Linked DNA regions of Gossypium arboreum: region 2 is linked to region 1. The links are chromatin contacts, called in public Hi-C maps. All regions are on one chromosome and are shown on one strand. Each heading gives the region's core, a stretch centred on a gene start, on an enhancer-like site or on the middle of the called end of the contact. The rest is flanking DNA. Distances are from core to core; before and after follow the strand shown.

The links. A called contact is a pair of places that touch in the nucleus more often than the background predicts.
Region 2: a contact with region 1 is called in a Hi-C map of leaf, with 3 times the contacts expected there. The contact joins the promoter of LOC128283890 here to the promoter of LOC108470826 in region 1. A contact is called at or near these places in 2 of 5 Hi-C or Micro-C datasets (both in leaf).

What each region holds. Positions count from the first base shown.
Region 1 is chr11:72,039,314-72,046,406 of ASM2569848v2, reverse strand. LOC108470826 (protein SLOW GREEN 1, chloroplastic) reads right to left here and starts at 4,902. Exons shown (of 4, transcript XM_017772309.2): 1 at 4,132-4,902; 2 at 2,812-2,958; 3 at 2,411-2,491; 4 at 1,611-2,191. The coding sequence starts at 4,791. The coding sequence ends at 2,006.
Region 2 is chr11:72,296,368-72,304,151 of ASM2569848v2, reverse strand. LOC128283890 reads left to right here and starts at 3,413. Exons shown (of 2, transcript XM_053021305.1): 1 at 3,413-3,501; 2 at 3,588-4,506. The coding sequence starts at 3,413. The coding sequence ends at 4,506.

The DNA of each region.
Region 1 (7,093 bases), core at 3,653-6,152:
TTCTTGTCCCATATGGCCGGCCATCAGCTTCTAAGGGGTCTATTTGCCCTTTAAAGACCCCTAATTTTGGTTCTTTAGCTATTTGACATCCTTAGCTATCAAAATAGGACTTTTGCACTTTATGCGATTTAGTCCTTTTTCACAATTAAGCATGAAATCGCTAAAATTAATTCACCAAAATTTTCATACTCTCATATAATCATGCCACAACACATAAAATAATATTAAAAACAATTTCTCTGACATCAGATTAGTGGTCCCGAAACCACTGTTCCGATTGGGCCCAAAATCGAGTCGTTACAGACAGACCAATATTCTTTTGACCTTAAGAAATTTTCCATCAACATGCTCCAATGATCATAATGACCATCAAAGCGAGGAATAACAGGTTGAAAAAATCTATCGAAATCACTCGGATGTTGTGACATCGTATCTAGAACACAACACAAAACACTCTAAACCTAGCTCGGATACCACTAATGAAAAAATTTAGAGTACTTAACACAAGAGAGGAAGATAACCAAAATCAATTCACTGTTATTAACTTCAACAATTATGCCTTTATATAGGCTTATAGAGAAATTAAATCGTCGAAGTAAGATTCTTCACTAATAGACTGATGAAAATAGAATAATCCCATAAAGATTAAACAAACTTATTTGACTAACCAACTTGCTAAAAATAGGAGTCAACAAACTAATCATAATACTTAAAAAAAAAAATAGAAATGTGGTGTGATTAATTTTCCATCAAAGTACGGATAAAGTAAGCCAATATTAACCTCTTTGCAATCTAGCCTAGATGAAGTGAGAAACCATGTTGTAAACATGCTGGAAAAGTAAAAGATAATTGAGATTTCTGAGATTTGTGCATTTTTACCGAAACTAAGATTACGAGTTTAAAGAGACTCGACCTGAGTTACAAAAAACTCATTGGGTTTCTACCGAAACTGTTGTTTAACTTATTGAAACTTGCTTTAAAAGCAAATTCTTTATCTAGGTATGTCTCGAAATCAAATTTCGATGGGTTAACTAAGTTAGAAGTTGTTAAACTTAGTGACGACTAGTTTTTCGGTACCTTGGGAGCACTGTCTTCCACAACCTCATATTGCCCATCCTAGCTTATTTTTCCAGTTCACTGGGAGCATGAGTTACAACAAACTCATTTTTCTCTTCTTCTCCTCATCATCTTCTTCTTTTTTCTTTTTTTTTTCTTCTTCTTTTACTTTGTTTCTTATTTTTCTTTTATTGCCCAACCCAACTGGGGTTTTAAATTGAGGTCGTTTACATAGTAAGATGCCAAGTAAAAATGGTTAAACTGAATGTTTTGTCAACTACCCCAAAGTTGAATAAATTGACTATTTTGTCAACCACCCTAAAATTGAATGACTATTGGTATAACTTACCCTTTTTAATTTACTTATATCTATTTTAGACAAGTTACAAATAAATTATTATATTTTATAATTCTTTTGAAATAAATTAGATTATCTAAATCCCACGTACAACACACATGAGCTAATACTAATTTCTAAAATAAAAGTAGTTTATCCTAATTTTTAAGCTCCAATCATTTTATTTTTTTTATATTTCAAAACTTGAGGGCAGAAATTTGGGGCTGTAGTAATGTAAATTAATAGACCTCGTTGAATAGAGCCTTTTATACAAATTGGACACTTCAATTTAACAAATGGTATTGCTGGCTCTCCAAGTCCAGATTACATTTGACTGAGTTGCAAAATCCAGGGATTGATAAGCAGATGATGACACCTGCATGCAAACCAATTAGTACATTGCTATCAAAATTCCAAACTCTAAGCTGCGGTTTAGCCCCATGCAGCCAGTAGATCTAGGCATCTGCAACTCTACTCTATCCCAAACTGTGTGGCCTTTCTGAACCAAAAATGAAATTCCGAACTTTGTGCTTTGTGGAACCATTGACCAAATTTTAATAAGAGAAAAACCTTCTAGATAAATCAACAACTAGAGCAAGATTTGTCCATTCTTTACTTCTTGTATGAGAACTCAGCCTTAAAATCCTTTTGGAGCCATTTCCGAGATTTGGTTTTCGCTTCCAGTACAACATCATCAAGGAACCTTCTCTGCGGAAATTCTTCAGGTACAAGACTCTGATATATCTCAAACTGTTCAGCTGCTTCCTTCTTCTTGTCAAGTAAACTATAGATAATTCCCTGTCCACAAAATCCCATAATTAGCCATTTACTAATGGTGGTTCGATTTTGTATATTCTCCTTTTCTATGACTCTACTTAAGGTCCATTATTTTTTCTTAAAGAAAATCCAGTTTATGAGTGTATTTATCGAAGACCAACAGTCATGGCTGAACAAGCTTTTTTTCCTAAACTACTTAGCAACAGCTAGCAATACATCATAAACCTAATAAAACCTTACCTGGCAAAGATAAGGCCGAAAATCTCGAGGATTATCATTTATCAAATCTTGAAATTTCTTCATCCCCTCCTCCAATTCCCCCTGCAAGCAATTATTAATAAGTTCATGATGATAAAAGATTTGATAAAAAAGCAAAGAGCAACTACATGAAACTTATTAGATATCATATCATATGCATAGAAATGAAATGAAATGAAATTTATAGACGTGCATATGCATATGCATATGCAGATACGTATACATATACATATACGTATAAGTATACGTACATATTTTAATGAAGTTCTTCCCTTGTCCCACCAGGGGGAAAGAAATGAAGAAAGAAAAAAAAAAAGCATTGCAATTGCTAAAGATCCGGCAGTTCTGTCAAACTGAGCAGCGAAGATTGATTAAGAAGAAACCTTCACAACATGCATTTGTGCAATTAAAACTCTTATGTTTCTTTCCTCAGTGACTCTCTTTTCACGAACAGCAACTTCTAAAGCTTCATTAAGCATCTCAAAAACAGCTGGACCTTCATGATTTTTGTGCATCACCATAGCCAGACCCTATAAAAACCAGTGAACAATAAGTATTACTATATTCTTTTTCTTCTGTTCTTATTTACTTTTTGTTTCCAACTTTTCTGATAAGATTTGAACTAATGACCTAGCTCAATAAAAGCTCAAAGACTATGTAATTAAACATGAAATCAAATCCATACATACTCTTGAGAATATTAGGAAGCAATCCATGAATATAGCACTATGCTACCAGAATGTTGCAAAAATTACAACCAGGCAGCTAGAAATAAGGGTAATCTTTAAATAAAAGCAACAGTAGATGCAAAGGTATTGCATAGCAATTAGTAACCTCAGTCCAATGAAGATATAGAAATAACACTGTCAAGAAACAATATGCATACTCGGATCATACAAACAACCTGGTGGATTACACTGCAAAAGTAGAGAATGGAAAAACTAGGTAATGACGTAGCCAGAATCTAGCAGAAATCAAACAATTATAGCTTTCAGAAAACTAGTAAGTTGCTATTTTATAATGAATATTACCAGTAACTGACAGGTACAGGAGCATTTCAGAACTTATCTTTGATGTACCATGAGTTTGGTACTATCTGCAATCTTGACCTTTTCCATAGAGCTGAACTCTCTTTACTTTTTTTGAACTCTTAAATTACATAATTTCTACGTCAATAAGCAGGCAAGATTCCAAGATTAATCATAATTCTTAAAATATCAACTAGCAGTCAAGATTCTAAGAGTGACCATAATCCTTAAACGAGAGCTTAACATAGTGGTTTTGAACTGGGGTTATTCAAGAAAAATCAAATATCTGATCAACCTGAGGAAACTCAAGTTGAACAAATAATCAAAGGCGGCATATGATACACCTCAAATTAATAATTGTCTATCAAAACAACCAGTCCCTAGTCATTAGCCAGAACTATGAAAATAATACTACTAAGAAGCGTAGCACTGGGATTAATTTCACTAATTGAGTCAACTTTAGACATAGGCCATCTCTAAACAATCAATCCACAAAACTCAAACTTCACAAGGCCTCCATCTATAAGATCAATGGCTTGAAGTAAAACTTTTCTCCAAGTATCGTATTAAGGTAACTTCTAAACAGTCTTCCAATGGAGCTACGGAGTAATGTTAGAACATTAGTATATGAACCAAGTAAGAACAAAAATCAATATCTAAAATGAAATCATGTACCAAATTAGAGAACGTTACATGCAAAGCTCGGAGCAAAAGAGGGGTTTCTTCCAATATTTCCTTGAACAATCTTTTAGCCTTGCTGAGCTGCCCCATCATCTCATAACAAAGAGCCTGCAATAGCCTCCATTCAACCTCATCTGGCTCAATATCAATCAACTTCTCCACACATTCCACCGCTTCTTGAGTCTTACCTCTCCTAATCTTCCCATACAAAAGCACTTTCAAAGCATCAACATTTCGGGGTTCTTTCTCCAAAATCTTCTCATACCTTTCCTCTTCCTCACTTTTTCCCTTCTGGGTTTCATTCTTCCCCTCTAAATTTACTCTAGAACTGGTAGTTGCTTGAGCAGGAAGAGCCAAACATGGTTTAGCACTGAAACAACCCAAAAATATGAAAGACCCAACAAGGAAAACAACAACTTTTTCCGAGAAAAAATTGAAAAACTGTGTCTTGGGAGAGACGCAAGGGAGTTTGATTGGGAGAATGGAAATGGGGTTGTAGGAAGAATGAAGCCTGGTTGTTTGGAAAGAGAGATTATTTGGTTTGAGTGAAGGGGTGAACAATGGGGAAACGGTTTGGGGGGGTTTAAGGTTGGGAAATTTGGGAGTATGAAATTCTGTTTGATAGATGAAAGAGGAAGCTTTGATTGAAAACATAATGAAGATAGGGAACAACTGGAAGGAGTGAACCGATAAAACACCAGTCAACTCTAGACCAGACTGCCCTTTGTGACGCTGATGCCATTTATTACTGAATAGCTTATTTATTTGGATTAATTCACCATGGGCTAAATTGTTGATATATGCGATTTTTTTTTCTTTTAAATCAGACTTTTTAGGCCTTTATTTTGAAAAGAAGTATGCCATTTTGTGGGAGAAAGTGTGATAGTGTGTTAAATTGAGTGTGTTTTATGTACAGTGAATAGGAAAGTGTGCTTAATTTGTATTTTCCTCCAATAGTCATTTTTCCAACAATTTTTAAACATTGATAACAATGAAATTTTTAAGAGCCAACAATAATTTTTTTTCCTATAAATATTAGCATATTTTTTGTTTTTCACTCAAATTTAATTTTTTTTATTCTCTTTAAACTCTCAATTCTCTCAACTCTCTTAATTTTTTCAAGTTTTGTTCTAAATTTTCCTACTTGTTTAAAAATATTATAGTTTTATTTAATTATTTTGTATATTCATTTTGATTAAATTTTCACAAATGACAAGCACTTTGATTCGTTTCGACGACAAATATTTTTCCGCCACTCAAGCGATAATAGTAAGGAGAAATTTTAAATTTCGTTATTTTCAATTAAGTTAATTTTAAAGTTTTTTAATTTTTTCAAATAGTTTAAATTATTTTATTCTGACAATATAAATAGACAGATGATCGCGTTTTAGAGGGATTCATACATAATTTGTCAATGAGCTCAGACATCGAAATTGTGGTTACTTGCAAGACGCAGGATTCTTGCATGCGTCTCGTATGCTCGCAGGCTGCAAACTCGATCATACACTCATCAACGTGTTGGTGGAAGGATGGAGGCCTAAGACACTTTTCATCTTCCATCTGGTGAGTGTGCAATCACACTCGAGGACATAGCTTTACAACTCGGTTTACCATAGATGGGTCAGTCGTTACGGGATCAATGGTCATTCCTGGTAAAGAAGACATTTGCGAGACATTTTTGGGAAAGGTGTCGAATAAGTTTTAAAGTAGTCGGATAGATATAAAGTGGTTGAAAAATAATTTCAAAGATCTTCCTAAGGACACGACCGACATCGTCAAAGAACAATACGCCCAAGCATTAATCCTGAGGTTAACCGGGGGTATTCTAATGCCTGATAAATCTTAAAATTTTGTACACATAATGTAATCTCCCAAACTCGGCCTAGACGTTACGGCTAGATTGAAAATGCTACATTAGCCACTGAAATGGCTAAGCTAACTTACGTTACTTTTGAAAACCTTAAATAAACTCATTTTAGAGAAAAATTGTAGTTGTACTTTTGTGTTAGTTTACAACATTCATTTATTAGGTCAACTGTACTTAAGATTCATTTTATTGTTGATAGTATCGTTTTAGAAAAAAAACCATTTGCTTGTCGCTCTTCTTTATAAAAACTCGATTTTAAACTAATGCACCAGAAAAAAAAAAACTATTTTTCAAGTCGTTTTGGAAACCTAATTACCTTATCAATTTGTTTTTTTCAAAAATGGTTCCTTTGCAATGCAACAGAAATTAGGAAACAATGTCAAATTTTACTTAAGGCCGATATCATGCATTTTTCGGTTATTATGCTTGAGTAATCCATGCATGCAAAAATCCTCAAATGAAAAGTTACCAAGCCATAGACCATAAATAATTAAAAATTTACAAACCAAAACCAATAGAGACTGATTAATACTTATTAAAAATATTTCGGTGTCCAAGGTGATTCTTTGAATACCAGGTCTAGTCCTAGTTTCGATGTTTACTTGAAAAGTTAAACACTATGGGGGTGAGCTTATGAAATCTTAGTGTGAGTCGAACAATTATTTAAATAATCATAAATAGCAAATACAATATAGCATAGTAGCATTAATAGAAGAACACAAAACCAACATTGGAATTTCATATCATTACATAGCAATTATCAAATCGATGTCAAACTATAACACCCGTATCCCGTCGTCGTTGCCAGATTCAGGATCTGAGTGTTATGGAACCAAACAAACAATTTGTCTTATTTTTATAACAAATATTAAATTAATTTATAAACATAGAACATATCATAGAATAAATATACAAATGGGCCTTTATTCGGGTTTACGGGGCCATGAAATTTCCTTAGAAACATTCAGGGACCAAAATAAGACAAATAAAAAATTTTGAGAAAAACACGAAAATTTGAAATGCAAGGTTCACACGGCCGTGTGACATAGCCCAGACCGTGTCGGCATTTGAAGTTGGGACACATGACCG
Region 2 (7,784 bases), core at 2,164-4,663, 260 kb before region 1:
AATAGTGAAACCCGAGCTCCCGTGTCACCGTCCAATGCTAAATCGGAGGGTTACCTGAAATGGAACATACAAAATGTGAGCCTAAAGACAAATGTGTGATTCAGCCCATGACCAAAAGAAATCACATATATATTTTTTTAAATGCATAACTCATATATCAAATTTTGTACATTTCATGTCTTATCAAATTGTAGCATAACATGCTAAGTCATATTGAACATAACACATCGAATTATAACATACATATATCATATCCTACTCCTATTCACTACACACCATCTCCGTCCCACCAATCACACCACATTGGACTATAATAGTCCATCCATCCAATTACACCACATGTGGCAGTATGTGGAACGATGAAGCTGTGCAAGTGTACACAATTGCAACAAGTAGTAAAGTGACAAGTAAATGTCGAGTTATCGTACCTGCAGGGACTGTGTAAGAAATTTATTTATGAAATACAATTAAAAACACTTTGGTGATAAAAAAAATAATTTGATTTTAAGGAAGTGGTTAAAAACTAAAATTGAACTAAATAAAATAAAATAAGATAATAATAAAAGTCTAAATGCACTACTTCAAAAGATGACATAATTGTGTTAAATTAATTACATTTCTTAACTTAGAATTACAAAACTCATGTTCATGTTGTTACGAATAAATTCACGACAACTTGATAATTTGCAAACTACTGCTCACACATACTTATTAAATTAACTAATCTCTTGAACATTTTTCAATGCCAATTCAAACAATTAATCAATCTTCATAAGAACATAAAAGATTTAAGTGAGGTAGCAATATATTCCTACATTGAAATAATTTAATCACAATAATCTTACAAGTTATGCAAGGCTAATGTATCATTTAATACCGTTGTTAATTTAACCCTCACTACATTAGAAGATTAAACATGCACTAATTAAATATTGTATCAATTAATTACAATTTCAACACAATTTAATAATTAATTCATTAGTTGCCTTACAATTATAATACAAGAATAACTTAATCATGATTTTACTAAATCAAACAATTTACCAAGACTTATAACAACACAAACATAATTTTAATAACCTAAGAGGACGAAATGCAATCAACCTAGCATAAACTAAATTTAAGCCATATTAATTTAATTAAACATATCAACATAACAAGTATTCATAGACATGTTCATAACAACAACAATAAAAATTAAAGGATAAAGAACTAAAATCAAATCCGGTGTTTCTTCGAAGCTTGACTAGTCTGCTTTACTCCTCCTTCTCCGCTTGTTCTTATTGAACCGGGGCTTCTACAAACAATTGAATGTTGCTACCAATGGTGGCTGAAGGGCTCTTTTCCAAGAGGGGAAATTGGCAAGGGAATGGAAGAGGAAAATGAAGAACACAGGAAAAGTTTTGAAGAGAGAAAATCAGAGAGAAGTGAAGAACGAAAGGATGAGAGGTGTGTCTAAAATGAGCAACCAAGGAGGGTATTTATAGGTTGAGTAGGCTGCCAAAAATAGAAAAAATCAACAGCCATTGACTGCCCTCATGGCTGGCCACACATGTGGCAAGTTTGAAGCTTTTAAACTTGCTAAATTTAACTAGGGGCAGATCTACAAAAGCTTGATAAGTGAAGGGGTTTGAATGCAATTTCAAGGAAGCTTCAATGGATGTTTTGCAATCATCAGCTAAATAAGCTGATTGGGTCAACATGTGAAACGGTTTTGGGTTGGATCAATTTTCACAATTTAACACAACTGGGCCTGCTTTCACAATTTAATTAATAATAATTATTTAACCCAAAATAAATTGAATTAAAATTAAAATTAATTATATTATAAATTAATATTCATAAATTGGACCTTGAAAAATTAATTTTCCTTGATACTTCAAAAATCGCTTCTCAATTTTGCGTTTCTAGAAGTGTCTACCAAACCATTTTTCACCATTGATGCAAATCTGTCAAAAATTAATCGAAATCAATCAAAATTTATTATAAAATTAATTAAAATTAAACATGTTAAAAATTTAGGTACAATTTATTTATTTATAATTATTATATATTTTTCGACAAGAATTACACTGGAACTGCATGAATTTGGGTTAAAAAAGGGCATTAAAAACAGTCCATATATTTTCGTGTTTCCAATACTTCACTCTAATAACCATAGCTAAGCTGCCATACATATACTTTAGCGGACTTGCTGCCATACTCGGAGTTAATACTTCCATAAACACTTCCTCCGTCATCACATTTCCCACCTCAAACATATACATATCATAATCATACATAGATGACATAAATACATATGGCTTATATTACATAACATGCTTATATGCATAATTTGTATTACACTTAAAAATTTAGGTACAATTTATTTATTTTATAATTATTATATATTTTTCGACAAGAATTACACTGGAACTGCATGAATTTGGGTTAAAAAAGGGCATTAAAAACAGTCCATATATTTTCGTGTTTCCAATACTTCACTCAAATAACCATAGCTAAGCTGCCATACATATACTTTAGCGGACTTGCTGCCATACTCGGAGTTAATACTTCCATAAACACTTCCTCCGTCATCACATTTCCCACCTCAAACATATACATATCATAATCATACATAGATGACATAAATACATATGGCTCATATTACATAACATGCTTATATGCATAATTTGTATTACACTTAATTGGGAGTTACAACTAATTATCATGCTTTTATAACTACTCATACGTACTTAGATACTAAATTTATAGTTTTCCGGCCCTTACCATGCGCTTGGAACCTAATATCAAATTCCCTAATGGACACTTAATTGGGCCCCAAAATTAGCCCAAAAGGCCCACACGTCCCTATTACATACGTTAGGCTAAGCCGTAGGTGAGGCTATGCCGTAGGGGAGATTTGACACAGGAAAAAAATATAATCTTCAGGACCGAGAGCGTTATCTTGGTTTGCCTAATATGGTAGGAAGAAAGAAGGCGTCGTTCCAGAATCTAAAAAATCGAATAAAGAAAAGAATCGATAATTGGAGTACGAGACACCTATCTCAAGGGGGTAAGTAAGTATTTATAAAGGCTGTTCTCCAAGCCATCCCTACTTATTCAATGGCTTATTTTTTATTGCCGAAATCGTTATGTTCAGAATTAGAAAGCATTATAGCGAGAATTTGGTGGCAAAAAAGTCCTAGCAGAAGAGGAATTCATTGGATTGCGTGGAGAAATCTTTGCCATTTAAAAGAAAGAGGAGGTCTCGGATTTCGTAATCTTTGCCAGTTTAATATTGCGCTATTAGCAAAGCAAGGTTGGAGAATTCTTTTTTCGTTATTAGCAAGGGTTCTCAAAGCTAAATACTTCCCGCATTTAGATTTTCTTAATGCTCGTTTGGGTAACCTACCTTCACTTACCTGAAAGAATGTCTGGGCTGCTAAGCGATTGCTGCAAGACGGGTTGTGCTGGAGAGTCGGACGAGGAACCAGAATATCCGTATGGGATGATTGTTGGGTTCCGGGATTAGATCCAGGGAGATGGGGTACCAGAAATGATAATGATGTCAAGTTAGTTGTAGATTTAATTGATGATACAAACAGGACATGGAAAACTGACTTAATTAATCATACCTTTCCAGTTGATGTTGCTCAGAAAATTCTACGAATCCCGCTGGCAGAAACACCTCACGAGGATTTTAAAGTATGGATGGGAGAGCAATCTGGTGATTTTTCAGTGAGGAGTGCCTACAAACTATTACAAGATGTTCGATTGGATCCTAATTTTTATTTAATACAGACCGATCTAAAGGATTTCTACGGCAAGCTATGGAATTTACAACTACCTGCCAAGATAGCAATTACAATATGGAGAATATATTGGAACTATATCCCTACTCTAGCTAATTTAAAACATAAACGGGTGAGTAATGACGCGACCTGTCCTCGATGTGGAAGAGGGGAAGAAGACATCACCCACATCTTTAGGTATTGTCCTGCAACAGGTGAAATATGGCCATTATTAGATCTGTCATGGATTAGTGAAAGTACGATTCAAGGATTTTGGGAATGGATTACCTGGGTTTTCAGAACGAGTACCTCTGAGCAGTGTAAGATTTACTGTTGTGGCATGTGGTTTCTTTGGAACTCAAGGAATAAATTCATACATGAGCAGAAAATAGAAACAGGGAGAGAGTTATCTCTTATAGTTAGAAACTACATAGCTGAACTCGAAGGGTTGAGGACGAAAGCAAGCACCTTAAAACCGAGCAGCAGTCACAGGTACCAAGAGGGAGGAACCAGCGTGACAATTCAGTTCGACACAGCATTTGATTGTAGAAATTTTAAGTCTACATCTGGCCTGGTGGTCTGGGGCAGGGGCGGACGACTCATGGCAACGAAGACGGTTTTACACCGGAATGTTCAGTCTCCATTTCCTGCTGAAGCCCTTGCTGGTTTACAGGCGGTTAAACTAGGGAGTGAAATGGAGTTCCCCTCTATGACAGTTATGGGGGATTCCTAACAATCATTAAGAAGTGCAAAGTCATGAAGAGAGATCAATCAGCCATAGGACCGATTATTCACGACATTCACAATAGGAGTAATCGATTTGAAGACCTCAGATTTCAATTTCTAAATAGAACAGAAAATGATTTCGCCCATAAGATTGCAGTAGAAGCCCTAAAGAAGGAGGAAGAAACATACCTGGTACGAGGGAGAGATGATTTTCCAGAAGGACGATGGAGCAGAGATCCGGATTGAAGAATACAAAGTGAAGAAGGAAATGTAGAGGGTAGCAGGTAATGGGGATATGAAACGGCTACCAAGGGAACAGATGGGACAGATGATGGGAAAAGACCATGGAAATTGGAGTCCAACTGTTACTGAGTCGGCTAGCATTAATTATTTAGATTTCCTTTTTGCATAATATCTGGTTTTGACTTTTCAAAGATGTTTTTGAATTTACTTTTGCTTTAGTAGTAAACTGATCCTAATAGGTAGGCCTAAGCCCAGGGTGTGATCCAATGTGGTTCTTTCAAAGTCTTTAGAATTTTTGTGTTTCTTGAATTAAAAGTAAGATGAATTCTTGACAATCAAAATTCAGGAGATTTACATCAATTAGGAGTTTGTTTTCCTTCATTTAGTTTGACTATTCAAACAAAGGCTGACCAACCACGTCTATGTAACTTTTATTTTGGTTCTTTCTGATAAAACACTCAAAAGAATTTTCTCCATTTGCAAGATTTGTTTCTTGCTAATTTCCACAAGTCGTTTCAACTCAATTTAGTTTAATATTGTTGGTAAGAGTTCTTCAAACTTCAATTTATCAAGAATCTATCTTAAATGATTGATTAAAACCTTTAGTTGAATTTGTTAGGGGTGTCTACTTCAAAGGATTTAATTGGACCGCATCTCCCTTCTTTTCAGTTTCCTTGTTATTATTCTCTTTAATTTGTTTTCTTAATCCTGTAATTTATTTGTTATCAATCCAATCATCTTTATTAAATTTCAAAACTCAAGTAATCTTTAAGAACAAGGTTCGGCAAGATCAACTTGGAGTCCAAGTTTCCATAAATCCTATCTCGAATCCAGCTCCTCCTTTTGGCCTAATTGCTTCTAATAATCTTCTTTCTCCTTCTTTTCAATTCAATTTTGTTTTTGTGGTCATACTTATTGACTTTTATTTATCGTTTCACTTCTTTCCAGATTTCGTAGTTACCCTACCATAAGTTCAAGGTGTCGGGTAAGGTAGTTAGTACTGTACTATACCAACATGTTCTGGTGTATTGTTTTGGATTTATCAATATTTTAAATATTTTTAGATCTATACATGAAATTCTCATTTTTAACTTTTTGAGAAATTATATATATTTTTAAATATTTTTCATATATATTTATAGCGTGTGTTTTTCTTAATAAATTATATATTATTTTTGAAAAAATTAATCATATATTATATATAGATGCAAATATATCTCAATTACAAAATGCAAATATAAAAAATATTTAAGGGTAAACTATACCATTATTCACTTAACTAAAAAAGTTACAATTTAGTCATTGAATTATTTAAAAGATTTTATTTAAGTAACTAAGTTGTTAAAATCGATACTATACAACTTTTTTTGTTTACATTGTCAGCACCAATCAAAAGCTCTTTTTCTATTTCTCTTGTACAATTTAATATTTTTTCATGAAACTTGTTTTGGATGTCATGAATTTGAGAATCAAATTTTGAACAACTTTTTTCGCTGATCTCCAACACTAACCTTCAGATTGACTTTGACCTATGGTATGTTCTTCTTCTATTCGTCAATGGGAAATGATCCATCATACCGATCATCGAATTGTCACTTGGAGCTCGTTGGCGAAACCCTTTTTTTAAAAAAATTAATAACTCAGTGACTTAAATAAAAACTTTTAAATAGTTTAATGACTTGAATGAAAACTTTTAAATAGTTCAAAATTATAAATTTTTTAGTTATATGATCCAAATGAAAACTTATTAATGGTATAATTTACTCAAAAATTAAAGTGCTTAAGATAAAAAATTAAAAATTTAAATTATTAAAATTTTGCACCAACTGGTATAAGCTAATACCACTAGTATAAATTGTTATTGACCGAAATGAACTGGATCACATTGAAATGGCTGAACAGAACGAAATTTTGACCAAAATAAATCATAAACTACTTGGTAAGAACGAAACATTACGTACCAGTCAGTATGATCGGTACCAATACTCTACCGACTGCCATGATTTTGGGGCTTCCTCTAATCAATAATTCAAATGTAAATGCAATAAAATAATAAACAATAACTTGGATTTTAGTAATTTAAAAGTTATATATAAACTATGCTCGAAATAATTTAAATTTAAAGGCAGTTTTATTCAAAGCTGCTCTACCCTGGCTTAAACATGTAACCTAAAATCGTTTAATGATAGCCGATAACCTACTTTAATATATAATAAAAAACCCAAAATTTAACTAATATAAAATATACCTTAACATTGATCTTCTATTTTTTTTTTCCAAAAATAGGAAAAAGAAAATTCCTGATCACTAAATATCACTATGCATTGCAATTCCTCCGATTATGGTTTATACGAAATGGTCCACTAAACATGAAGTAAGGCCGGCCTTTTTGAAACTCGAATGTTATTCAATCTCTCTCGATATAGATATATACCCTCCAATCTAGTTCAAAAACCATATACTTAGGATGGAAATTAAAAAATTTTAGGGTCGAAATTAAATTATAATTTTATAATAAAAAAATGTAATTTTATTATTTTAATAGATTATAATTTTATAATTTTTAAAAGATTAAATTAAATATTTATATTTTTAAGTGGTCAAAGTATAATTTTATATTTACTAATCTAAAATTTTAAAAATCTTGAAGGGCCATTTGAAAAAAATTCCATTTTGGGGGCGGGGCACCTACCTCGCCCACTGCTATACTGGAAGCCAAAGTTTCAAAATGAAGCAGTATGCTGCAGTACTGCTTTTCATACTAGCTTTCTTGCTAGAATAAATAATCGCTCAAGATGTTACCCAAGTAATTAGTCGAGATCCTCTCGAAATCATGTTAAAACATAGTAATTTGTTTTATAATTATGATGCTTTCATTGTGGCTGCTCGTTCTTTTAATACTTTCAGAACAACCAGTGGTCTTATTATGTTAAAGAGGTAACTCGCCGCTTTCATTGACCAAACGTCTCATGAAACAACTGTTTGGGTAGTAACTTTAATTGATAGTTAGAATTAATTTGTGTATGCATGTAACACCCAAAA